Regions from separate parts of the Sus scrofa genome. Here region 2 is linked to region 1. A link is a contact called in public HiChIP or PLAC-seq data. All regions are on one chromosome and are shown on one strand. Each heading gives the region's core, a stretch centred on a gene start, on an enhancer-like site or on the middle of the called end of the contact. The rest is flanking DNA. Distances are from core to core; before and after follow the strand shown.

Region 1 (6,008 bases), core at 1,957-4,456:
TTAAAATGAATACCGGAAATCTTAGTTCCAAGTTCATAAACTTACAGATAAAGAATGCGAGGCACCTCTGATTTCCGTGTCTGTGTTCTTTAAATTTGACCACACCAGACAGCAGAAGAGACTGGCAATGTCATACATGCAAAATAAAAAAAACCATGATCATTTGGTAACACAGTGTTTCAAAGTATAAGGCTATTGGCATAGCATACATTTTACAGGATTCTTTGATTCTGGGGAGAGAAGGAAGCTGGGGCTCATCTTTACTACTTGGAAAATAGGTTCTTATTTGCTTGTGTTATTGTTATTATTTTGTCCAGCAAGCTTCCTCTCTTTTAGTGACAGGCCCTGTCCTCTTGGCCTTGAGGGTGGGCACAAGGCCAAGGCCTGGCCAATCATAGCACTTCATTTTTCCTGGACAGAGTAAATGGTTGAAAGGACATGTGATGCAAAAAAGGTCAATGTCCAGAGGAGTCAGAGAAATGAGAGATGTGATATCTTAGACCCTAGGTAAAATTATCCTGCAGGGTATCTCATTCCTAAAAAAGCAGGGTGGAGACTCTTGACGGTCATCTCGTATTCATTCTCCTCTTTGTTTAGCAACAGAACTCTCAAGCCTATATTTTCCAGTCTCCTTAGGAGATAGCTGTGACCATGAGACTTGGGGGGGGGCAGTGGAATGTGATTGAAATTGTTGAATGCTATTTCTACAATCTGATCTTAAACCATTAGTCACATACTTTTTCATTCTCTTTCCCCATTCCTGTAGGCTGCAAAGCAAATGTGGCAGTGATTCCAGTTTAATCTTTAGGGGAGGACACTTTATTTATTTATTTGTCTTTTTGTCTTTTAGGGACGCTCCTGAGGCATATGGAGGTTCCCAGGCTAGGGGTCGAATCGGAGCTGTAGCCGCCAGCCTACGCCACAGCCACAGAAACGCGGGATCTGAGCAGAGTCTGCGACCTACACCACAGCTCACGGCAATGCCAGATCCTTAACCCACTGAGCAAGGCCAGGGATTGAACCCACAACCTCATAGTTCCTAGTCAGATTCGTTAACCACTGTGCCACGACGGGAACTCCTAGGGGAGGACACTTCAGAAGATGAACACTTTAGATCATTTAGGATAGATTAGGAAAGAAATGGATTTTTACAGGGAAGTCATTCATTGGAAACACTGTATAGATGTGGTGTGAGATGGTAAAGTCAATGCATAGGACAAAAATTCATTTAGGCTCAGTTGTAAAAAGGAATGAAGTACTGATTCATGCTATGATATGGATAAACTATGAACATGATGCTAAGTGAAGGAAATCAGACACAAAGGTCACATATTGAATGATTCTTATTTATATGAAATGTCCAGAATAGGTAAATCCATAGAGATAGAAAGTAGATTAGTGATTGTCAGGGCCTAGAAGGGGTATTAGGATGAAGAGTGACTGTTCGTATGCACCAGTCTTCTTTTTGGGGTGATGAAAATGTTCTGGAACTAGTAGTAATGGTTGTGCAACTTTCTGAATAAACTTAAAACCACTGAACTGTACATTTTAAAGGAGCGAATTTTATGGTACGTGAATTATATCTCCAAAAATCCATTCAGGCTAAATTACCCTTGGAGAGTCTTTCTCAAAGAGTCTAATATAGCTAGTTTTACATTCACTGTAAAAAATACATTGCCTTTTTAAGTTTTGAGTTGCATAATAAACAAAGTAGTATGCTTGCATTGGGGAACCCTGTTACCAAAAAAATATATCTTATAACTTGAGTTATACTCTGTTGCAGGAGATTCTCACATTAGAAAGGGTAAGGGATGGAGTTCCCTTGTGGCACATTGGGTTAAGGATCTGGTGTTGTTACTTCAGTGGCTTGGGTTGCTACTGTTGTGTGAGTTCCACCCCTGGCCCAGGGCCCAGGCCAAAAAAATTAAAAAATAAATAAATAAATAAATAAAAATAAAAAATAAAAAAGGTAAGGGATATATCTGAAGTATTCAAAAGGGAATATGTATACCCCGGGGGATAAGAAAAGAATTTCCAAGAGGTCCTCAGGCACAGATAAGTTTTAAGGGACTGATTTTCCAGATCTTCAACTTGCACATGTTATCTTTTGTAGACTGATCTGTGGCTAAGGTGTCATGTCAGTATATCCTACTGTCCTTTCCTACATCCCATTTTTTGATTTATAGGAAAAAGGCATACTTATCTGCCATAAATTCTTACCATGGTAGAATATTCAGGGTGCCAAAAAATCCGACAATCTGTGATATAGTTGTTGGGGAAGCGTCCTTTAAATCAAGAGCCATAAAACCATGACAGAGTTCCATTTTTCCTTGCCTTATATTTTTAGCATATAGTTCTGAAGGAATCCAATCAGTTGAATGATATAGTAAACTTCCTTTCAATCACTTATACATATTTTGAGGGAAAAAAAATCTATAAAAATGAAAGCTAGCAAGAAGCCAGTCAAGCTTTCGCTTGGCACGTAATTACTGGCTTTCCACTTTCATCACTACAAAGTAGTATTTCAGTAGAGTGTAAAAAGGAAGCTGCTGCGGAGGATCAGGTCGGATGTCCCCAGGCACACACGTTCTCTGAGACCAGCAAGACTGCAGTAGCGCAGGAGTTTCTCTTACACTCGGGTTAACTGCAGCGCCCACAACAGCACACATTTCTGCTCACTGCTTGAGTCCCCATTCGTGGTAACCTTTTCTAAATGCTTTCTAAAAAGCATGGCTGTGTTCAAAAGATACGTCGGCCTCTTCAGGCCGGATCCAGAGAAACCCCCAAGAACTGGGAGGACATGGGGACCTCTTCCCTGAGCAGGTGCCCCTAGTCGCTCCACTATGAGCGTGGGAAGGGCGGGGCCAATGGGCAGGAAGCAGCGCGAACAGCCACATCACTTGCCCACTGTTTCCAGGGGAGGCCCCCTGGGCGTGGAAGGCTTACGAGCGCCTCCACCACTGTATCATCACGGATCACAAGCGTCTACCTACTGACTCCCGGTCGCACATGGAGCGGCTTTGCCAAGCCAGACCTAACGCTGCGTGCCTGTCTGCCTAGCCCCGCCCACTGCACTCGTAGTCCCCGCCCTAGCCCTGCCTAGTAAGGGACCCACCCGTCCCACTTCCGGCGCCGGCCTCCCTACAGGCCTCGGTCGCTCTTTTACTTCCCTCTCCCCGCTCTCTTTCTCCGCCCCTATCGCCTCCTTTGACACTGTCACGTGAGGGGCGAGCGCGGGGGCTGATGGGATAAGTACGCCGGTGGGTCAGGGTTCGGCCTCAATATGGCGATACCGGTGGGACAGTGACCAAGGCTTTGCCGTCGGGAGGATTAACTGGCGATTGTCGGCGTCTCCACTTATCTGGGTGGAATGCGAGGACGCCGGGGCGAGTGCTGAGGAGCGGCGGTGACGGGGAGGGGTCAGTGGCTGGTGCCCCGGGAACCGAGGAAGCATCTGTTCCTTCTATTGGTTTCAAGGCTTTAGTGCCGGGCCCCGCCCGGCCGGGCCAGGCTGGCGGGCGGCGGCAGTAGCTGCTGCAGCCGCTGGATCAGCCTCTGAGTGGGCCGAAAGGCGGACGCCGCCGCCTCTGCCGTGGTGATGGCCCAGTGTGTACAGTCGGTGCAGGAGCTCATCCCGGACTCCTTCGTACCCTGTGTCGCCGCGCTATGCAGCGACGAAGCCGAGCGGCTCACTCGTCTCAATCACCTTAGCTTCGCGGAGTTGCTTAAGCCCTTCTCTCGCCTCACTTCCGAGGGTATGTGGTCTCCCTTTTCACTGAGCTCCTGCAAAACCGCGGCCGGGAGAGGGAAGTTGGGCGCGGGTGGGGAAGAGAACGGCGATGTTTACATCCAGGAGCCGGTAGAGTGGCGTCGGGCTGGGGCCCCTCTTTCTCTCGGGCGGCCGCTGGAGGAGGGGCCAGGGGAGAGGTTGTCAAGACAGCGTGGTCCTAACCTCCAGCTTTTCTAGGCACTTCCCAGACAAGTTAGACTGTTAGGTAATTCGTGTAAAAAAAAGAGTGGGCCCAGAGAAGGGCAGTGAGACTGTTTCTGCGGCCATAGGGAGGGAATTAGGAAGTTGCAGAGAAGGTGAGAGTAAGATCTGCCTGTTAGACGTTTGAGGTCTTAGTAAAGAAGACGAATCATCTTCCCCTGGGAGTTAAACTGGGCTTTCAAAGTTGTCTTGAGTAGTATTACATTCTTTAGTAGTGAGGCTCATCCTTTTCTAGACTTATGTTTAGTTATTTTACTTTTTTCTTTTCAACATTTAAATGTGTCCTTAGGTATAAAGTATTATAACTTCTCAAGAAAATGAGAAGTATTATAAAAGTAATGAAACTTGGAACAGCCTTTTTTTTGCCTGATGAACTAGGAAGTAAGGACAAGTTGTAGTTAATTTAATCGAGATAGTTAGAGTTATCTACATTTATAGGAATGGAAAAGGCCTGACATTTGTTTTTTCCAGATAAGCGTTTAATCACCGGGAGAAATGTCTTATTGAAGAGCTACCTGGTTTTCTCCAGCTTTGGATTCTTTATTAGGGAAAAGTAAGCGTAATATTAACTCCCAAATGTGGTTTAACCAGTATCTTTACCTCCACTTTGCAAACAGGACATAGCAAAGTTTAGGTGAAGTTCTTTGTAAGAACTTTAAATAAAAAGTTTCTATAATAAAATAAACGGGCCTATAATAAAGCTGTGTTGAGCCAACGACCATGATTTTTTTTGGTTATGGTGACTTCTCCACAAAAAAACAATGCTGTGCCATAAATTTATGTATTTACATGCCACAGGTGTATATTCTTTTGTATTTAAAGGAGAAAGGGAGCTATTAAAAAAGAAAACAAACCCCACAACGCTTTGAAGAGTTCCTGTCTTGGCAAAGTGGAAACGAATCCAACTAGGAACCATGAGGTTGCGGGTTGGATCCCTGGCCTCGCTCAGTGTGTTAAGGATCCCACGTTGCCATGAGCTGTGGTGTAGGTCGCAGACGCAGCTGGGATCCCACGTTCCTGTGGTTGTGGTGTAGTCCCGAAGCTGAAGCTCTGATTGGACCCCTAGCCCGGGAACCTCCATATGCCCTGGGTGTGGCCCTAAGAAGGGAAAAACAAAAACAAAACAGTTTGAGAACTCTTGATTTTCTTCAGCCTGTACGTTAATCATCAGTCTCATCTCCTCTAGTATTAAGTCAAAAACAACAAAGTCCTCTCTCTACATTCTTAAATTCTTAAAAAACAAAATGGGGAGCACCAATTTGACTTTGATCTATAGGCTTTTTTCTACTTTGTTAATAAAGAATAATACCACTTGATATTGCTTATGTAGCTTTTGTCTCTCAGTCCTCCTTGAGTTAAAGGTACTGTCATTAGATACTGTCAACACCAACTTAAATTTGATGACATTGAGGCATAGAGATGTTAATTTGTCCAGTCTTAGGGGTGGGAAAGTTTTCAAAGCAGGTAGTGTGACTCAAGAGGTGTTCTGGAGTTCCCTTCTTGATGCAGCGTAAACGAATCCAATTAGTATCCATGAGGATGCAGGTTCAATTCCCAGCCTTGCTTGGTGGTCAAGGATCGGGCATTGCCGTGAGCTGTGGTGTAGGTGGCAGGCGCAGCTAGGATCTCGAGTTGCCGTGACTGTGGTGTAGGCCGACGGCTACAGCTCTTATTTGACCCCTAGCTTGGGAACCTCCATATGCGACAGATACGGCTCTAAAAAGAAAAAAAAAAAAAAAAAAAAAAAAGAGAAGGTGTTCTCAGTCAGGTCTTCTTATCTGCTGGCAATACTTATTCACACGAAGGAGCAGTGCTGTCCAATAGTAAAATGATGTGAGTCTCATGTGTAACTTTAAGTTATTTAGTAGGTACGTTGTAAAAGCTAAGAAGTGGGTGAAAGTAGTTTAAATAATTTATTTTGGAGTTCTCTTGTGCAGTAGGTTAAGGGTCCTGCATTGTCATTGCAGTAGCTCGGGTTGCTGCTGTGTTGTGAGTTTGATCCCTGGCCTGGGAACTA
Region 2 (6,067 bases), core at 2,569-5,068, 140 kb before region 1:
GTGGTTAACCACTCTGACTAGGAACCATGAGGTTGTGGGTTTGATCCCTGGCCTTGCTCAGTGGGTTGAGGATCCAGCATTGCTGTGAGCTGTGGTGTAGGTAGCAGACGTGGCTCAGAACCTGCGTTGCTGTGCCTCTGGCATAGGCCGGCAGCTACAGCTCCAATTAGACCCCTAGCCTGAAAACCTCCATATGCTGCGGGTGCGGTCCTAGAAAAAGGCAAAAAAACAAAAAAAAAAAAAAAAATTTTTTTTTAAATAAATAAAAGAGAGTTCTGAAGTTCCTGCTATGGCACAGCCAAAATGAATCCTATTAGGAACAAACCATGAGGTTGTGGGGTCAACCCCTGGCCTTGCACAGTGGGTTAAGGATCCAGGGTTGCCATGAGCTGTGGTGTGGGTGGCAGACACAGGTCAGACCTGGCACTGCTGTGGCTGTGGTGTAGGCTGGCAGCTGTAGCTCTGATTCAACCCCTAGCCTGGGAATCTCCGTATGCCCTGGGTGCGGCCCTAAAAAGCAAAAAAAAAAAAAAAAAAAAAAAAAAAGAGTTCTATTTCCCCACCAAGCATCTTCCAATCATTACCATTACCACCCCTCCCATATAAAACGTTTTCTCCCTCTACTTGAATTTATGGTTCAGCCAGAACCTTAGAGCAACTGTATATGTGTTTGAAAGGGGGTAGTACAGGTAAAGGAGGGAATGGGATGGGGGAAAGTGAGTAGTAAGTGTCCATTCCTCTTAACAAAATCTACTCCATGTTTCACTTCCATATCATAGCCCAAGGAGATGGACTTGAGAAAAGCCCTCAATAATCATCTCCACTGTCTTCTCCATAGCCTTGAGGTCAAGCTAAGCCACAATCTCATTTAATAAAATGTCTCAAAAGGGAAATGAACTAGAGCAAAGAGCATGGAATTTTGAGGGGAACTGGAGATTACAATGAGTTCTATGAGGTCAATGACCCAAAGGATCATTGAAATGATGCTGTCCAGAAAAGACCTACTTCCTCACTTTGCCCTCCTTCTCTTCCTTTCTTTAACCCACTGACAGCCCAAGCACAGAAAAACCATCAAGTTATAATAATGAACACTGACAGATTAAAGACCAAAAAATGTGTGTATATAAATATACGTATATATAAATATCTCAAAATATTTTTCTAACAGTCTGCATTTGTTGCACCAAATGATATATAAATTCCAAATTGTAATTTGTCTTTCACAAGCAGCAAAAATGTAACTGGTAATAACTTCTATCATGAAAAGTCACATACTCTTGGAATTCCCATCATGGCGCAGCAGAAACAAGTCCAACTAGGAACCAAGAGGTTTTGGGTTCGATCCCTGGCCTCGCTCAGTGGGTTAAGGATCTGACATTGCCGTGAGCTGTGGTGCAGACTGCAGATACGGCTCAGATCTGATGTGGCTGTGGCTGTGGCCTAGGCATGTAGCTGTAGCTCCGATTGGACCCCTTGCCTGGGAACCTCCATATGCTGTGGGTTTGGCCCTAAAAAGCAGAAAAAAAAAAAAAGAAACAACTGTATGGAAATCCATGCTTAAGAACCTCAAATTCAACAACCCATTCTTGGAGTTGCTATTGTGGCTCAGCTGGTAACAAACCTGACTACTATCTATGACGATGCAGGTTCAATTCCTGGCTTCACTCAGTGAGTTAAGGATCTGGCGTTGCCGTGAGCTATGGAGCAGATGGCAGACGCGGCTGGGATTCCACATGGCTGTGGCTGTGGCTAGGCCTGCAGGTGCAGCTCTGATTTGACCCCTAGCCTGGGAACTTGCATATGCTGCAGGTGTGACCCTAAAAAACAAAAACGAAAAAACAAAAGAAATCCATTCTTTACAAAGTTAGATAATCTACCGCTCCCCTCATAAAGTCAAAGGAGAAACCAATTTTAGAAACTTGTTCGATTCTTTTCAGCTATATGAATACACACAGAACTTTCAAGCCTGAGTGTATATTTTCAGACAGAGATTTCCAGGCCTCACCCGCCAGAAATTCTTTTATAAGTTTGGAATGGAGCCTGGGAATTGGTATGTTTACTTAAAAAGTTCCCCAGGGACTCCAATCAGCAGCCAGGTTTGTCAGAAGTGCTATATACCTTTACAAGATGGGCTCTTTCCAACCCTTACTGACATCCTAGTAGTCTATAAAATTATCAAAGTTCTATAAATGTGCCAAATCGAACAGCACCAGGCCACCTTACTGAATCCCTTTGTGTTCCCATCACCTCTGGGGTTACTGCATTAATTTCAGTTCATTCCTCACAACAGCCGTCTTCACCTTTGTAGTAACCAAGTAATAAGCAGAGGAGTAAAACAAAGGAAAACTATCACTCCAATACCCGGAAATCCTGTGAGTTCTAACAAATGAAGGAGGCAAACCCATTCTAGCTCATTCCAACTAGTACTGAATGGTGAACGCATTGAAACACATTCAAGGGTGGTCTGTGAAGCAGGGCCGAGAGGTTAAGTTAGATGAGACCTCATGGATCAGAAAAGAATGGGCCAAGGTTCTTGAAAAGTGAAACTTGAAAGCGGGGCCGGTCGCGAAGCGGGCTGTGCGGGCACATCCAGCGGGTTTTGACACTCGACACCCCAGCCTTCACTCAGGTTGCTAGGAAACAAAAAGGCTCCCTGTTCCCTGCACCCCTTCCCGGGGCTGCCGGAGAGGAGAGGGGCCTCGGGGCCCGAAAACGCCACGGGGACCGGCCTGGGCACTGCCCCGGGGGCGCGAGGACGGAGGAGCCCTGGGGCCCGCGAGCTCGGGCGGAGGGGCCGGGCGCAGGCACCGGGCCGCGAGTTCAGAGGGAGGGCGGCCCGGGGCTCCGACTGGCTGGGAACGGGCCCTCAGCGCCTAGCGGCACTCCGGGAGGCCGCCTGCGGGCTCGCGTCCCGCCAGGCCGCAGCCCAGGGTCCGGGGCTGGATGCGGGGCCTAAACGACCACCCGGTTCGGCGCGGGGGAGGGGCCGTCTACTCACACGTGCTGACAGGCCGCGGTCCGCACGGGCGTTTTGAGCACCTCCTGACAGACAGGGCAGTAGAAATCATCTTCGGTGTAGGACGTGGCCGCAGAGAGCTCCTCGGCCATGGCGGGGGATGGGGATGAAAGCGATGGCGGCGGCAGCGGCCGAGGTGGCGGTGGCGGCCCGGGGCCCGACTCCCTGCGCGACCCAGAGGGGGCGGGGAATCGCGTCAGGAAGCGTCTCGAGTCAGGAAGGGGGCGGGCCGAGGCGGGGTCGAGACAGGGCGGGGCCGAACGCCGAGACCCTATGGCCGCACGCGCCAGGCGAGGGTCGAGCCCAGGGCCGCTCCTGGCTCAGGGGCAGGCCGGGAACGCGCGCCGGGTAAGAGGCCGCAGATGAGAGGCCGGCGATTGGCCGGCCTCACGGCTGCTTCCACCGGAGCCAGGAGCCGCCCCTCTCGCCCGGGAAGGGCGTCCCCAGCCCGCGGCCATTCCCCCGCCCCCCTCAGGCCACTCCGTTACCTGTCTCCACGCCGTAGCTGCGACTCCGCCCTCAGCCCTCTTCTGCGCGTCCGGCCTCCCTTTCCCTGACTTCTCAGTTCCTTTTCCCCACCCCCACCCCGAGCCCCCCGCCCCCCGCCCGCGCAGCCGCCTGCTCCTCACCAGGTTACCTACCCTTTTCAGCGGCGCCCCGCCCCGCCCCCGTCCTAGCCAGCCCCCGTCCCCTCCCCCGCCCGGCCCGGCCCCGCCCCGCCCCCTCCCCTCCCGCCCCTGCGTTCAGATTGAGTGGACGCTCACTTAAGAGTCCGTACTTAAGAGCCCCGCAGTCTGGCGGCTGGTGATGCAGGTTCCCTAGCGAGTGTTGGTAGGGAAACCCGGCGGCGTCCTCGGGCTTTTTGTCCAGCCGCTGCCTTTTTCGCAGCCGAGGCCGGGAGGGGAGTGGCGGGGGAGTGCGCAGCGCTCATCGGCCCGACACGGGGCCGGGCCCGAGGCTCATGGTGTACCGGGGTCCCACCGCCCCCTCCAGCAACTCTCCCGCGGCATCGCGCTGCCTGCAGCCTGCCCAGCAGGTCACCGAACAGAAGGGAGCAGCGAGCGCGGGGACTGGGGGGGGGGCGGCCTCCATAGCAACCGCCGCGTGCCCCCTGAGGCAGCTTGCGACATAAACAGCAGGATGCTCACCTGTACCCCCAGCCTCCCCACTGGAGGGATCCTATTTCTCACAACGCCTATCAAATATATTGGGTTTTTCAGGATTTTTCCCTGAAAAAATATCTTATGTTAAAGATCTGGTCCTTACTGTTTTCTGTTGCCAGAATGTTTTGATCATGTCAGGTTGGGTTATTTAAAATCCGTTATAGGATTTTAATCCTTTAGAAAGGAGAATTTTTTAAAAAATCTTTTTGCCTTTTTTAGGGCCTCTCCCGGCGCATATGGAGGTTCCCAGGCTAGGGGTCTAATCGGAGCTGTTGCCACCGGCCTACACCAGAGTCACAGCAACGCGGGATCCGAGCAGCGTCTGCAATCTACACCACACCTCGGCAAAGCTAGATCCTTAACCCACTGATCAAGGCCAGGGATCGAACCCACAACCTCATGGTTCCTAGTCGGATTCGTTAACCCACTACGCCATGAGGGAACTCCTAGAAAGGAAAAATTTTAAAATAAGCCCCCTTTGAGAGGGTTTCAACTTTTGCCTTTAATACAGTGTGCCTGACAGGTTACAGTCGTAGATGCGGTTTTCCACTAACATCTTTGTTTTTTGGTTTTTGTTTACAGCTTTGAAGAAAAATTAAGTAGAAGTATGGATCTAGGCATTTCACCGTTATTCGCTAATTTAAATTTCTTAATGGGTCCTTAATTTCCAGATACATACAGATGATAAGTCTGTAAGATGAGGTCACAACCTTATGAACGGAGCTAAAGAAATGGAACATCATAAATCATCCTCATATCTCTTCTGAAAAGAAAAAGTTTTCATTACCATAATTTGTTAAAACTTTCCACTGAGGACTAAATGAATCATCAGTAGAAGCCATTGAAACGCCTAGTTAATTCAATTCTGTCCTTTATTGTCTACGTTGTCCTTGGCATTATGTTAGATATTATGCAGGTGTCATGAACTTTACTCTGAATTCATTTAGACTCTTGGATGTCTATAAAAACGAAAGGACAAAAAAATCGTATTTAGTAAAATACTACATTTTTCATTGACAGTGACTATAATGAGGAAAGGAAGAAGAGCGATTGGATTTGTATGGACTTAGAGAAACCTTATGGAGGAATTGGACTTTGTTTTTGTTATAGTCGACTTACAATGTTCTGTCAATTTCTGCTCTACAGGAAAGTGGGAAATGGATCCTGATGTCCACCTTAAAAAGACATTTCCTAGGATAATACTGAATTATTTGTCCAATAAATAGCAAGTTCCCTCCAAAACCAAACTAAAATATTTTGTATTTTTCCCCCTTTTCTCCCTAGCAAAATCAGAAGCAAAGCAGGAAGGCTAACTTTAGCTTCAGATTTCTTGGGAGGAGGAACACTGGATGAGAGAGGTATCTAATAGCAGTAGGTGGCATGTGGATGTTCCCCAGCCGGGGATCAAACCTATGCCACAGCAGTGACAATGCCAAATCCTTAACCTGCTGAGCCACCAGGGAACTCCCAGCTTTCACATTTTTTTTTTTTTTTGGTCTTTTGTCTTTTTAGGGCCACACCTGTGGCACATGGAGGTTCCCAGGCTAGGGGTCTAATCAGAGCTCTTGCTGACGGCCTACGCCAGAGCCACAACACCAGATCGGAGCCACGTCTTCGAACTACACCACAGCTCACAGCAACGCTGGATCCACAACCCACTGAGTGAGGCCAGGGATCGAACCCGAAACCTCATGGTTCCTAGTCAGATTCGTTTCCTCTGTGCCAAGATGGGAACTCCCCACATTTCTGATAATCTCCCAAGCATATTTTATTTATTTTGACCACTTTAGGAAGTGAAGTTTATTTTCTACCCAATAGAATGTTTCTCTTTACTCACCGAGAATCCTTAACCAGAACCTTAATTCTGTGACTTTAATTTCATTTTCTT

What was found. HiChIP or PLAC-seq counts read pairs in DNA pulled down with a chosen protein or histone mark.
Region 2: a contact with region 1 is called in an H3K27ac HiChIP or PLAC-seq map of alveolar macrophages. The contact joins the promoter of RNF138 here to the promoter of TRAPPC8 in region 1. A contact is called at or near these places in 1 of 5 promoter capture datasets (liver), 18 of 47 Hi-C or Micro-C datasets (adipose tissue, alveolar macrophages, blood and 9 more) and 2 of 2 datasets of contacts at active chromatin or transcription factors (alveolar macrophages and skeletal muscle).

Annotation. Positions count from the first base shown.
Region 1 is chr6:115,783,866-115,789,873 of Sscrofa11.1, reverse strand. TRAPPC8 (trafficking protein particle complex subunit 8) reads left to right here and starts at 3,206. Exons shown (of 29, transcript XM_021096212.1): 1 at 3,206-3,755. The coding sequence starts at 3,599.
Region 2 is chr6:115,924,772-115,930,838 of Sscrofa11.1, reverse strand. It overlaps RNF138 (E3 ubiquitin-protein ligase RNF138), which reads right to left and starts at 3,818. Exons shown (of 8, transcript XM_005665330.3): 1 at 3,795-3,818; 2 at 2,999-3,181. The coding sequence starts at 3,108.